2 separate regions of the Mus musculus genome follow, and region 1 is linked to region 2. The links are chromatin contacts, called in public Hi-C maps. All regions are on one chromosome and are shown on one strand. Each heading gives the region's core, a stretch centred on a gene start, on an enhancer-like site or on the middle of the called end of the contact. The rest is flanking DNA. Distances are from core to core; before and after follow the strand shown.

Evidence for each region. Hi-C and Micro-C count contacts between places; a contact is called where the count stands out from the background.
Region 1: a contact with region 2 is called in a Hi-C map of cortical neurons, with 2.2 times the contacts expected there. The contact joins the promoter of Macrod2 here to the enhancer-like site in region 2. A contact is called at or near these places in 2 of 39 promoter capture datasets (embryonic stem cells and hippocampal neurons), 1 of 484 Hi-C or Micro-C datasets (cortical neurons) and 3 of 9 other capture datasets (adipose tissue, liver and pancreatic islet).

Annotation. Positions count from the first base shown.
Region 1 is chr2:140,393,578-140,400,173 of GRCm38.p6, forward strand. It overlaps Macrod2 (mono-ADP ribosylhydrolase 2), which reads left to right and starts at 1,853. Exons shown (of 19, transcript NM_001013802.3): 1 at 1,853-2,144. The coding sequence starts at 2,099.
Region 2 is chr2:140,239,416-140,245,617 of GRCm38.p6, forward strand. Sel1l2 (sel-1 suppressor of lin-12-like 2 (C. elegans)) reads right to left here. Exons shown (of 20, transcript NM_001033296.2): 15 at 5,931-6,079; 16 at 4,685-4,850; 17 at 4,499-4,573; 18 at 1,484-1,656. Among named protein-coding and RNA genes, the nearest start is that of Ndufaf5, 72 kb to the left of the region's middle. Within about 2 kb of position 3,861, at least 5 of the 459 cell types and tissues checked have an H3K27ac peak or open chromatin away from gene starts, as enhancers often do. A contact at or near this core is called in cortical neurons, where this site is marked.

The sequences.
Region 1 (6,596 bases), core at 603-3,102, 150 kb after region 2:
GTGCAGCCTCCCTGAGGAAGAGCTACCTGGTAGGAAGCACTCTCTGGCAGACACCTAACGTTGAGGACTTTTAAATAAGTCAAATTTTTCCTGAATGAAATATGATCTTTAGATGCTGATCTGGCTCATAATGACATCATGAAATACCCAAGGCAGGCTACTTAGGAAATAAAGGTACCCCCATTTTGCCATATGGTCCTGGAGGCTCAAGTCCAAGACTAGGTGGCCCCATTAGTATGAGTCTCTGGTGATGGTGCCACATCATGGATGGAATGTTACATGTCAAGCTAGAAAGCAGAGAAGCACAAACAAGACTCTCATAATTCTCTTTGGAAACAGGCCTCAGTGACATCCCTAGGACCTACTTCTTAAAGGTCTCACCACCTTGGAATTGTGGCACATTCAGGAAGAAAGCTTTGGATGCTTGGTCCTTTGAGGGACATCCTCCATGTGTCAAACCACACCTCTTGGTTAATGTTAACACTGCCTTGACCATCCATGAGAACTTCGTCATCTTTCCTCCCAAAGTCTACCCCATTGCCATTTTATCTGGATTCTACATGAGTCAAAGCCCTTCTTATTTCATTATCAGTGTGATTTCAAAGGCTTCCTTCTTGAAGCTTTTTTCTCCCAACAAAAATAATGTTTTATGTATTTGATAGCATTTAAAGAAAAATCCCAAAGAAAAATGTCAAAATAAATATTACTGTTTTATGATGTTGTGAATTCATTTTTAAGTCTCATTACTCAAACATTCTTCCATTCTTTACAATTCTCAGCTTGGTCTCTCTTTTCCCTTTTCTTTGTCATTGTCATTGTCATTATTATTATTATTATTATTATTATTTTAATGCGTTTTACTTCTCTTTGGTGGAAGGCAGTTTAAGGTTGAGGCACGAGAATCCCTAAATTGTGGCAAGCCTGAGCTACAAAAGACCCACTCTAAAAAACAAACAAACGAACAAACCGTGTTCCCTAAAGTTATTTGCCAATGCATATAACTATATTGATCCTAAATTGATGAATAGATGTGAGTTTCCCAAATCCACTAAGCCAGCTTCGTGGAGAGATAAGTTTGGGGTGCAAAGAAGAGGGTGCAAAAGTTCTATGTTCTAGGTCACTGCTCTTGAGGTAGATTCTCTGGCAATTGGATTTCCTGAATCATGAGAGAACTACCTAGGATGGAGCTAGATCTTTGGATGAGAAGTTGTTTTGAAGTCAATCAGGAATAAAAGACAACCAGGCACTAGTTGGATTTACTTTGATGTGGGACTTGGTTCTCATACATTTTGGTCACCAGATCTTAAAACTCTCGAGTTGGCCCTGTGTACTGTGAAGCTTTTGAAACTTCACAGAATTCTAACTAAATCTCTAACCCACGATTGAGCAGCGGGTTGCACACGGTCTGGATCTTTTCTTTTGGTTCTATTTGTCCACCGAGAGGAAAGCGTCAGGTAAAACCTGTTCAGACGAGGCGGTTACAACTTCTAGGACGGGTGACCTCTTCTTCATTCTACAGTCCCCTAGACTCTCATCATTGTCAGCGGGGTCTGGGTCATCAGGCACACCTGCTGGCAGGCCACGCCCTCAGGCCCTGCTCCTCCCGCTCCCCGCAGGCGGTGGCTGCACGCCCCGCCTCCGTCGTGAAGCAGCCTCCCCGCTCCTCGAGCTCTGGCCCCGCCCCTTCCAGCTCCCCAACGTCCTCGGCGTCGAGCCCAAGCCTGCGCCTGCGCCTGCGCCCTGAGGCTGAAGTAGGGGCGCGCCTTGGCTAGAGCCGGGAGAGCGGCGGGCGGAGCAGCCAATGGGCGGCGGCGCTGCCTGGCTGCCGGGAGGCGGGGCCTGCGCGGGTGTTAGGTTAGCGCGAGGCGTGACCTAGTTGACAGGCTCTGAGGTGCTGCTGTGGCGGCGGCCGCCTGGCAGAGCGGGCGGGTCGAGGGAGGAGGGCGGCGACGGGCCAGCGGCTAGCGGCGCGGGACGCAGAGCCTTTGCACTTTTCCCTCCCGAGTGTCCCCTCCATCCACCCCCCACACTCCACACACCCTGTTTGCCCGTGAGCCTGGGGAACTTGCAGCTTAAAGCCAGCCACCCCCACGGCAGCATGTACCCCAGCAACAAGAAGAAAAAGGTGTGGAGAGAGGAGAAAGGTAACCGGCCCCGCGACCCCGGGGACGGGCGGCGGGTGGGTGGGGGCGGGGGCCCGGCGGGGCGGCGCGACGCCCTCCGCCCGCAGCCTCCTCGCGCCCTCTCTCTCTCGGCCGGTGCCGCTCCTGCCCGCGGCCGCGTCCACGCGCGCGCACGCCACCGGCCACGCGCCGCCCGGGCACCTGCGGCTCGCGCACTTGTGGGCGCACACCCCTCCGGGCGCCGGGTCACCTCCTACCCCGCGTGCTCGCCTCCCGGCAGGCGCGCGCCCCCGGGCTAGGGTACAAGTTGGTCAGGACCCCAGCTGGCACTTTGTACCTCCCGCCGGGTGTCCCGCGGACCGGTGCCGGCCGGCCGGTGTCGCTCTGGCTGCAGTTGCTGAGCCTGGGGAGCATCTGCACCCGCACCTGCCTTCCTCCGGTCCCAGCCTCTGTCCTCCTGACATCCCAAAGTGGCTGGGGTCCCCGCTATGCTCAGCTGCAGTGTGACTTTTGAAATTTGGAACCCAAAAGGAGCATCTTGTCGGAGAGAATAAGTGCCCTCGGAGAAGTCTGAATGGGCTTTCCTCGGCAATGTGGTTCTCTGTTGCATCCTCATTCATAGTGTGAAGTCGCACGGAGTAAGACAGCGAGCACTCTGTGAATGAACCCTTCCATCCCTGAGTTTTGTGCACATCGAGGCTTATCCAAATCCGTTAGATTGACAGCGGCACGGATTCCTTTAAGAAATAGAACTGTGCGATAAGTTCTTTTTCTCCTCCTGTCTGTCTCATCTCAGTTTCATAGGTCATATTGTGATGTAATGCTTGATTCTCTGGCATATTTTTCTTCATCTTTTTCTTTCTTCTCTTTTAACCTGTTTTCTTACCTCAACCTCCGACCCCAATTTCAGAAAAACTATTTGCATTGCTACTACCAACTTGCACCAAATTTGCATATAAAAGATGGAGCAAGGGTGTACCATTTCCTCAGGACTGTCTTCTTACGGAACGGGGCTAAAGGGGGTAACTCAGTTGAAAGTTGATTTTCTTGCTGATAGCTTGTTAAACATTTTTGTTGCAAGTCTCTGTCCTTTGTGAACCTTTTGACCAAACAATGGACTTAAAAGTGAGAATTAGAAACAATTCTCTAAGTAGTGCCTGCTTTATGAAAAAAAAGTATCGAGGAGGGAGTATTCAAATCAACTGCAGGGAAGTATGAATATGGTCGAGTAGCGCAGTTAAAGTATCCTTTAAATATTGAAAGATTCGCTTTAGTGTCATTGTTTCAATGAGTGTGAGTGCTGAGAGAACTAAAAGTCAAAGTGTCACAGAACAAATACTCTTTAGCTTGAGAGCTTGACTGCAGGGCTGGGACATAGCTCACAGGTAGAGCACATGCTGACCTCAGTGAGCCCCTACACCTGGTGCTGGGGAAAACTAAACAAGCAAACAGATCAGGAAAGAGCCAGGTACGTGAACTAGTGAGACGTTTTATTAGTGCTTAGCTTTTGTAGTAGCAATTTAAATTGAACACACTAATGTGAGCATCGGAAAAGTTATTTATTTATTTATTTGTTTATTTAATCCGTGTTCTATCTGCATGCACACCTGTTTGCTAGAAGAGGGCATCAGATCCCATTATAGATGGGCTTCCATGTGGTTGCTGGGAATTGAACTCAGGACCTCTGGAAGTGTTCTTAACTAGTTAAGCTAGTGTTTGTAACTGCTGAGCCATCTCTCCAGCTTTGCATCATTGATGGTAGTAAAATATAGTGTAAAATCAATTTACATTGTACTTGGTAACATGAACCATTGAAATTATAGTGACTACCTAAGAACTGTTTTTACTATATTAGACAAACTGCTCCTAAAGTAACATCTATACACATAGATTGTGATAAGCAGACATTTAAGAATTTTCAGTATCTTACTGTTTTTGCCTTTTGTTTCTTTTATAGGAAAAATATAACCAAGTCTTTTCAATTAATTAATTAATTAAGGTACTAACCAAAGTTTCTCCTACATTCTCTCCCCACAGTCCTTTTCCCCTTTCTTTCCACTCATGACTCCTACTTTTCAGAAAAGGGGAGACCTCCCATTAATATTAACCAGTCTTGACATATGAAGATGCACTAAGGCTGGGTGCATCTTCTCCTACTGGGGCTAGACAAGGCAGCTCAGTAGGGGCAAAGAGTCTCAAAGGCAGGCAACAGAGTCAGAGACAGCCCCTGCTCCTACTGTTAGGAGTTCCACACGAAGACCAAGCTGTATAACTGTATGTATATGCAGAGGGCCTAGGTCAAACCATGCATGGCCCCTTGACCAAGTTCTTTTTTTTTTTTTTTCATTTTAATAAAGAAGCAAATGCATAAAAAAGGCTTTTAGTAAAGTTATTTTCTTTTATCCCAAACTAAGCTATTTTTGCATAAAGCTTAAAGTTAAAGGGAAATATATAAAGTGAATGCTTTGTATCTGTCTTCTAGGGATGTCTGTTTTTGGAACAGTCAGGTGTGAAATATCATCTGTTATTCCACCGAAAGGGAATTCAGGCTTTCTCGTACAATAAAGAAACCAATGGGATGCATGACCTTTTCCCTTTCATCCCACTGGAGAGTTGATGGCTGAGTACTTTTGCAGCTGTTATTGAAATCTAGATGAAGCCTTACCCAGTTCATTGAAATGTCAAGGCATTTTAGAAACATATTATAATTCAGTACACCATGTAGAACTGTGTATATACTTGGTTCACAGAGAAAGGGCTCATTGTAAAGATGAAACATTAATAGAAGTGAGTTTTTGGTAACACTCAAGAAACTGTGTGTATGTCTTTTGCCTTTTGTGTGTTTCATTGCTTAAACAACTAACTCAAGTGTTCCTAAAAAGCACATACGTTAAATAAATATTGTTCTACTATTTTGTGGCCTGATTTAGAATCATTTAATGTGTATTTTCACTTCAAGTGTTGCTGTTTATCTCTTTGTTTTTATTGGATTATATTTGGTGTTGTTTGTTCTAAGTATGTAGTTACTTCTAAATAAATAGAATGACAGTTTTTTTTCTGTCTATAACTTCTGACATTTACATAAACAGTTGCTTCATAATGTTTCTCAGCCTGATGTATAGCTGTAATAATTCTGCACTGTGATCTGAGCTTTTACAGCAGTGCTTTAGCCACTGAGGGTCAGCCCCTTTTTCTGCTTTGTGAGCTGATATCCTATAATGGACAGGTGTCACTGCCTTTTATGTCATGGAGAAAGCTTGTTTCACAGCACAGTAGCAGCCCTAGCATGTGTGTCTCCATGGTGTCATTTTTTTAAAAATATATTTAATTTAGGATTTATTCCCATTGTAGAAGAAGCGCTTTTCTTGTTTGTTTATAAGATTAACGCTGTGCCTGTGCTCTTTATCCAGTCACTTACAGTCTTTGAGATCTTGTGCCATCATTTACTCATTCTTGAGTATGTTTACTTTCTCACCATCTTCATCTTCTCTCTGCCTAAAACAGTGTTCTTTGTCTTTCCTGCCCACTCCCTCCCTCCCTTCTTCTCCTCCTCCATCCTTTTTCAGACAGGCTCTAATCCTGTGAAGTTTAGGCTGGCCTAGAAATCATTGTCTAGCCCAGGTTACCCCTGAATGTGTGGAATTTCTCTTGCTTCAACTTCTAAGTACTAGGATTGCAGGTGATAGACTTACCAGGCCTCACTTTCTTTTTGTTTAGTGTCTCATAGTCTCCTGGAGTTCACTTACATTTTAATGAGACTAGTATTTCTAAAGTCATTCAGTAATGATGATGAACATACTAAGATAATAGTCACTAAAGTCCTATCTTGTGCTCTCTGCTGTTTTTAATCCCTTAGATGCATTATGCGACTAATGCTCACAACTCATGACGGTAGAAAGTTGTATGAAGTAACATAGGGTCAAGCTTTAAATCCAGTTGTCCCATTCCGAATGCTAGTTAGCACTGTTCTACAAGCTCCAGGATGTTTTGTGATGTTTTGTGTTGATAAGGCCTTTCCTGTAGAACTAGATAGTATTTTTCTCTTTGTATTTATTAAAGCTATTCCTTATATCACTTGGACTTTATAACCTTGTTGACAACTACATTTTATTTCATTATTCTTTCTAACTTGTCAAATTTGACAAATTTTCTTTTTTTCTTTTCTGTTTTCTGTCCTCTCTTCTTCTAGGACCAAAGTTTTATATCTTATATTAAAAAAATAGAATTACATTATTTTTTGCTTTCTAGTGTATCTTCTTGTGCACATACTAGGATATTCATAATCAACTTTAAATGAGTGGTTTTCTTAATTGAAGGGAGAGTAACAGCTCAGCATCCCACACAAGACCCTGTACAGCTTTGTTTTCCTTTATTTTTGGCTGTTTTTCACTTCTGTGGTCCTTCCCTGCCAGATAGCATCTTAAAGTTTCAATAAGCTATTTATATCTGCATGTTTTTATTATTGTTATATTT
Region 2 (6,202 bases), core at 2,611-5,110:
TTACTCATGTAATCCTCTAAGTTGGGGGTAGGCCAGCTATCATTAGTTCCATTCACCGATGTGGGTGACAGTGGGTGGTGGAGGCTCTTAGCCATTCACTCCTGTCCATTTTACCATCAAAGGAAGCTAACATATTCTCATAGGGGCAGCATTTGGAGTTGATGTTTTCTTGCTCAGGGTGCTGAGGCTGATGAAAACTCCTCAGGTAAAGGCAGGCTACCAGTGAGGACAAGACAATGGGGTCTGCTCCGCTGGGCAGTCCCTGCCTGAATAAGAAGCTTTGGCTGGAGAGTGCTGGGCCAGTGGGTCTCAGGGAACTCCCTACCAATCATTCTCAATTGCTAGTATTACTGGATTGAAGAAGAAAGCACAGAGAATCAATAGTCTCTACAGTATTTCACTCTAGGAACAGTTGGGAATATAAACACCAAAGAGAACCCTGCTTGATTACTAAGACAGTCCCTTAGTTTTTGTTTTTGTTTTTTTGTTTGTTTGTTTGTTTGTTTTCCTGAAATGCTTGGAATCAGACATGCCTTGCATGACATTCTGGATCTACCACAAGAGAGTTCTGCAGACTTGGCCAAATGACGAGATCTCTGCCAATGTGGATTGCTGATGTATACAACAAGCAAGGAGTGCTTACCTCATCAAAAGGCTGTATGAGTAGCAAGATTTTATACATATGCATACACACATTCTTATATATGTGTGTGTATATACATATACATACACACACATATACATACATATGTATATATAACATACATACATATACACACATATGTAATAATATACATATGTGTGTATATAGATATATATACACATACACACATATAATCACATCTAACTAAAATTGGTTATCTCGTTTTTAAATTTCTTGGTATGTGAATTTAACATACCTACATTCCATCCTCTGCCTTTCAGACTCATAATCCGTCTTCTGCCTGATTCTTCCCACTGTCTAAGGGGTTTTTCCCACCAGCACCTGCAGTGTTAGCATTGTTTCATTAATAAATTTGCCACAAGCCAGATGTGGTCTCTGAGGCCTCCCTCTCTAGAGTGCTCAGTATGGTGTCATGAAGATATTGGCTGCTCTGTGAGATGTTTCTGGGTCAACACATAGGCACCTTCATCTCTAGCCTGGATCTCATTTCACTTTGCTGTTACAACTGACAGTTAAGGACTTGGTGGAGATGCCAGTGCATAAGTCCTGGCTATGAGGAAGTGGAGAAAGGACTCACTACAGAAATATGGGTTGGGAAAACAAGGAATGTATGAATTGGATTGGCTCCAGATTTCTTTTACTCATTGTGTCTGTGGTATAAATGGAGGAGATGAAGTTAATAGTATAGTTGTATGTGTGAACTCAAGGGAGAGGGACTCTTCCTTTTTCTACATTAATGACATCAATGAAATTCCTAACAGTTAGAACTTTTCCCTTCTCACACAGCTGTCATTATTAGCTTTGAACCAATGCAATTACCTTTGCAATACCCAAGCCATGTTCATACATATATGCCAGGTTGAACATTGCTTGTGCACTGTGATGCTTGTCTGCTGCGATGCTGTAGTGTGTGGCTGCTGTTTCGTAGTCCTTCTTAGTCCCGTAGCCATAGTAATGGTAATCTCCAATTTTTACTCTAGCAAAAGCGTTCCCTGAGAGAAATAGCAGAAAGAGAAAAATCACAAGGGATTCACGTAAAGTTCTCAGTAAGTCAATCTAATAAGCTGTAAAAACGCCAAACATATATGTATGATTGCATGAATGCACATGAAGTATTCAAAAATCTCGATATCACGATTACATGTACTCTATGAAACATAAGATGTACTGCTTAATGCTAGCAGTCTTCATTGCAAGATAATACTCATGCTTATGATGTTCTGAAAGAAATGACAAATGGCACATTTTACCTTTAAAAGTCATAGTTTGGAGATATGACAACTCTTAGAAAACTGAACCCCATCTTTCCTGTCCCTAGACTTCCTTTCCAAAGCTCTGCTCTCATCTGTCAGTAGCCCTGTGAGGGCAAGGCAAGAACCACAAGGCTCTTAATTACTAAGATTGTTCTGGAGCCTAGCATGGTACTTGATAAATATTTATGGAATGATTAGACAAACATGCTGGGATATTTTTAGAAAATGCCTTCGCCAGAGGTAATTTAGGATATTACTCTCCAACAAACGTGAATATGTAGATTATATAGCAAGGAGAGGGGAACTGACATTACTTTTAAAGATATGTGACATCATTTTTGGAAGGCCACTTAGAAATGGCTTTTAAGTGTGTGTGTATGTATTTCTCTCTCTCTGCATCTCTCTCTGTCTCTCTGTCTCTGTCTCTGTCTCTCTCGCTGTGTGTGTGCATGCGTGCATTCGTGCCTGCCTGTCTACCTGCTGGTCTGTCTGTCTTGGGTGATGGCTATCCTTCTCTACTGTGGGTTTAGAGGATGAAAACTTCAAGTTGGACATTTGTTTCAGCTGTGGCCAACCCTTCATAAAACCTGGGCTTTTTGGAAAATGGGAGCCATGTGTAGTAGGGTCTGAGGTATGTCCTGAGATATAAGACTCCTTCCAAAATTCTCTGTCCATTTGGCCAAGTCCAGTGGCTATTTTTTTTTTTTTTTTTTTTTTTTAGTGTTACTCCTAGTGTCTCCTATTAAAGCACAAATACTTTAAAGAGATGTGACCCCATGAACCATCTTTGTTTCCCTCTGGGCAGAGCTAATGTTTTAAAATTCCTAAGCTAATGAAGACATTAGGTTTCAGAGTTAGCTTCCTATGTAATCCATACAAAATGTCTAGATGAGTGGAAGCAAGGGCTGATAGGAATGGTACTCAAGCAAGGGTAATTACAGAGGCCAGGAGAGTCATGATGCCCCAAAGAGAAACCCACTCCATCTCCAATCTTGTTCAAAGCTGTCACCCTGAACCCAATACTTCCTCTTGGCCATAGTCACAAAGGGATAGGACAGTTGTGTGTTCTTAAACTTTGCAGTTAAGAGGAGGAACCCCCAAGCCTCTGAGAATAGAGAGCAGTGGGTGAGCCTGTCCTCAGAGTCATGGTATCCTAATTGCATGTGGCAAATCTGACAGGCTCCTGGATGGATTGGTTGACTAGAGAGATTTCTATTTCAATTCCATAGATGCACGGTGGTGCCTGAGCCCCGATGGCTCGGTACCCTCTTCACTTGAGGCAGCTGCTAAAAGAAGCATTCGTGACTAATTGGAAGTTTTCATCATTAGATTTCCTACCTCTTGTGAGCCACTCAGCAAGCAGCTATAGCTTTGAGAATGGGCACATCTGACCTTTGGTGACACATGATTATTTTCAGCAACCTAACGTGTGTGTGTGTGTGTGTGTGTGTGTGTGTGTGTGTGTGTGTGTGTTCTGTTTAATATTAATGTCTCCTCATTTTCAAATTTTCTTTGTTCCAATCTCCACGCCATTTCCTGGCTTGAAATAAACGTGTGTTTGTTGCAATTGAGCTGATTTGCCATGGCTGAGAGATTGCTTGTTGTTGTTTTCTCACACCAAATAAGGTCTTTATTGCATTTTCAAAAACATAGAATTTCTCACTAAAATTTCATTGATGGCTCGCTGCTGTATTACCAGCTCAGCTGGGGCTGCGAAGGCACCATGGAGGGTTTTTACCCCCTCTGCCTCGTATTAGCATCAGCTGAGAATCGGTTTTTTATCCTATTACTTCCTGTTAAAAGGGATGATTCAGCCTTATCAGGAGATGATTTCAAGAAACCTAATTGGAAATAAAATTGCTCTCTTACTGCAAGAGTCCCTCGCACATCCAAATGCCAGCCGCGACAGCTGTGTAACATCTCCCTGATTTTAATACTATAATTTTAGGGGGAAAATTGGAAGGGACATGGTGATTCAAATGCCACCTGCCAATGCTGTTCCAGGCAGTGACAGTTTACATTCCTTACCACATGTGAGACCAGTGAGTGGGGATGCCTTGAGAATGCCAAGAAAGTATCTTCCCACTTATTTACGCTCGCTTTTTCCAAAATCCCAACATATTGATGGTTAAAGATTTGAGGTGTCTTGTCCTCATCAGTGGCTTATTTTAGATGAGAAGTTAAATGTCGTCGGTGCAAAATTAATTTTGCCTGTATTTTGCCTGTATACACAGGTCACATCTTAGATTAGCTCAGTAAACAAGCCAACAACTGAATGATGAAAGGCGAGGCTTAGAAAATTGTTTTCTTGAGTTAGATTATCATGAGTCAAACAACAGTTCTGGTACCATGGAGACAGAAATTCTTAGGGCTTGCTAAACTAAGGAATTTTGAGAATAATGACAAAAAAAAAAAAGCCAAATTCTCAGAATTGACCTCTAACAGCAGTATAATTTGAAGTGCCCGCTGCTTGACACCTTGACCAGAGCTCTGACTCTGTTCCAAGACTGCAACTGAAGCAAATCAGATGAGTCGACATGGGCAGGGTCCAGCTACATGCCTATTTTGATCTGTTTTATACCTTGAATGGCGGCTCGGTTCCATAGCAGAAGTGCCATTGGATACAACTTCTCTTTCCCCAGAATTTTAGCTTTTTCTAAAAGAAAAAGAAAATGGGGGGGGCATTCCATTAAAAAAGGCTTAAATGAGGATGGGGTATGCATATATGAATATGTAGGGTTGGGGAATTGCAAAGATCTTATCTTACTAGATTCCAAAATGAATGCTGAATTGCTTTGAGCTACTTCATATCCCATTTCGGCAAGCAATGCATACTGAATAAGAGAAGAGTCTATGTCCCCATCCTTATAGGCGAAATAGGCCGTTAGGAATTTCTCAGCCCAGTGGCCTAGTTCACAGACACCTTTGTAAAGCTGAAGACGGGAAGAGAAATCACAGAGGTTAGTTAGCGTCATCCCACATACTGCCCTGTGGACTTCAGCTTCTGATGGCCAGGCAGGCAAGAACTTTTTCTTTTTTTTATCTAAAACTGCCTGACTTTCGAAAGTTATTTAGGGTGAAGAATTAAAACATTTATAGGCACGCAGATTCTCAGGGATAGTTTTGTCTTTAGCAAATCGTTCCCAGGATCCTTTTAATTTGTATAATAAACTTTCCTGGCTTGGAGGTCATTCGATAGGATAAGACTATCAATTTGGAGGGCTTCCTTGTTGATCTTGTCATTTTAAAGGCACTGTGGCTTGGCATGGACAGGGCTACAGAGATGTGGAAAGGAGGAGGAAGGGGAGTCAGAGCTGGAGGGTACAGGTGACAAAAACGGGGATTGAGGTATGCACAGCTCCATGGGGACAAATGTCAGCTTAGCTGAGTAGCCCTTATGTAACCAGAAGAGGTTAGCCATACATAATTCATTAGGAAGTTGGCAAAGGAGCAAATCTAAAGATAGATTATTAGCTGGCAGCTTTTGAAACGAGTTTCAGAGGGACCAGATTGCAACGCAGAGGTATTTATACTGGTGCAGTGGACATATTTAATAAATCAATGAAGGGCATTAAGGTCCTAAAAGCATTCTTTTGAAAAGTAAATTACTGGCTCAGGCCGAAAGAACCAAGCCACTTTCTCAATTGTCATCTGAATCATCAAAAACCTAAGAACCCTGTTTTCTGGGAAGAAGTGAGCTATGCTTTTTCTATGCTAAATCCAGCCTTTCTTCCAGTCTCCCAAGTAGCAACTCCCATTCTCACCAGTAGTGCCAGATTGCCCCTGCCATTCCAGTGAAGGTTGAAACAGAGCTTCTTGACTGAATTCAGAGGCAAACTCAAGAGAGGAAAGAGTCATTTCTAGCCTTCTCTTCCCCAATTTAAAGTTATGCTACTGTTTTTCCTCCTGTCAAATGGTGGTGTTCACTGCTAACTGCCATAAAAAGCTCCAAAACAAAGGCACCAACCTCTTCTGTGCCCAATGGAAGAGCAAGGAAAGCCACCCCTGTTTACCTCCACGGCCGTTCTGCATGATCTCAGCACTCCAGTGCCAGTTGCGTACATCTCGGCTAGATAATAAATGGCAAGAGGCTGCCCACTCTGAGATGCCAAGTAAAAGTATTTGAAGGCAAGCTTATAATCCTTCCATACTCCAGAGCCAGCTGAAAATGAAGATTCTTTTTAGCTACTCATTTTCTAAAAATAATGCTTTATGGATATAATGGTCATAGTGATATCCACTAGTCTGAACAGGATGAGAAGAGACCACCAAGGCGTGAGACAAA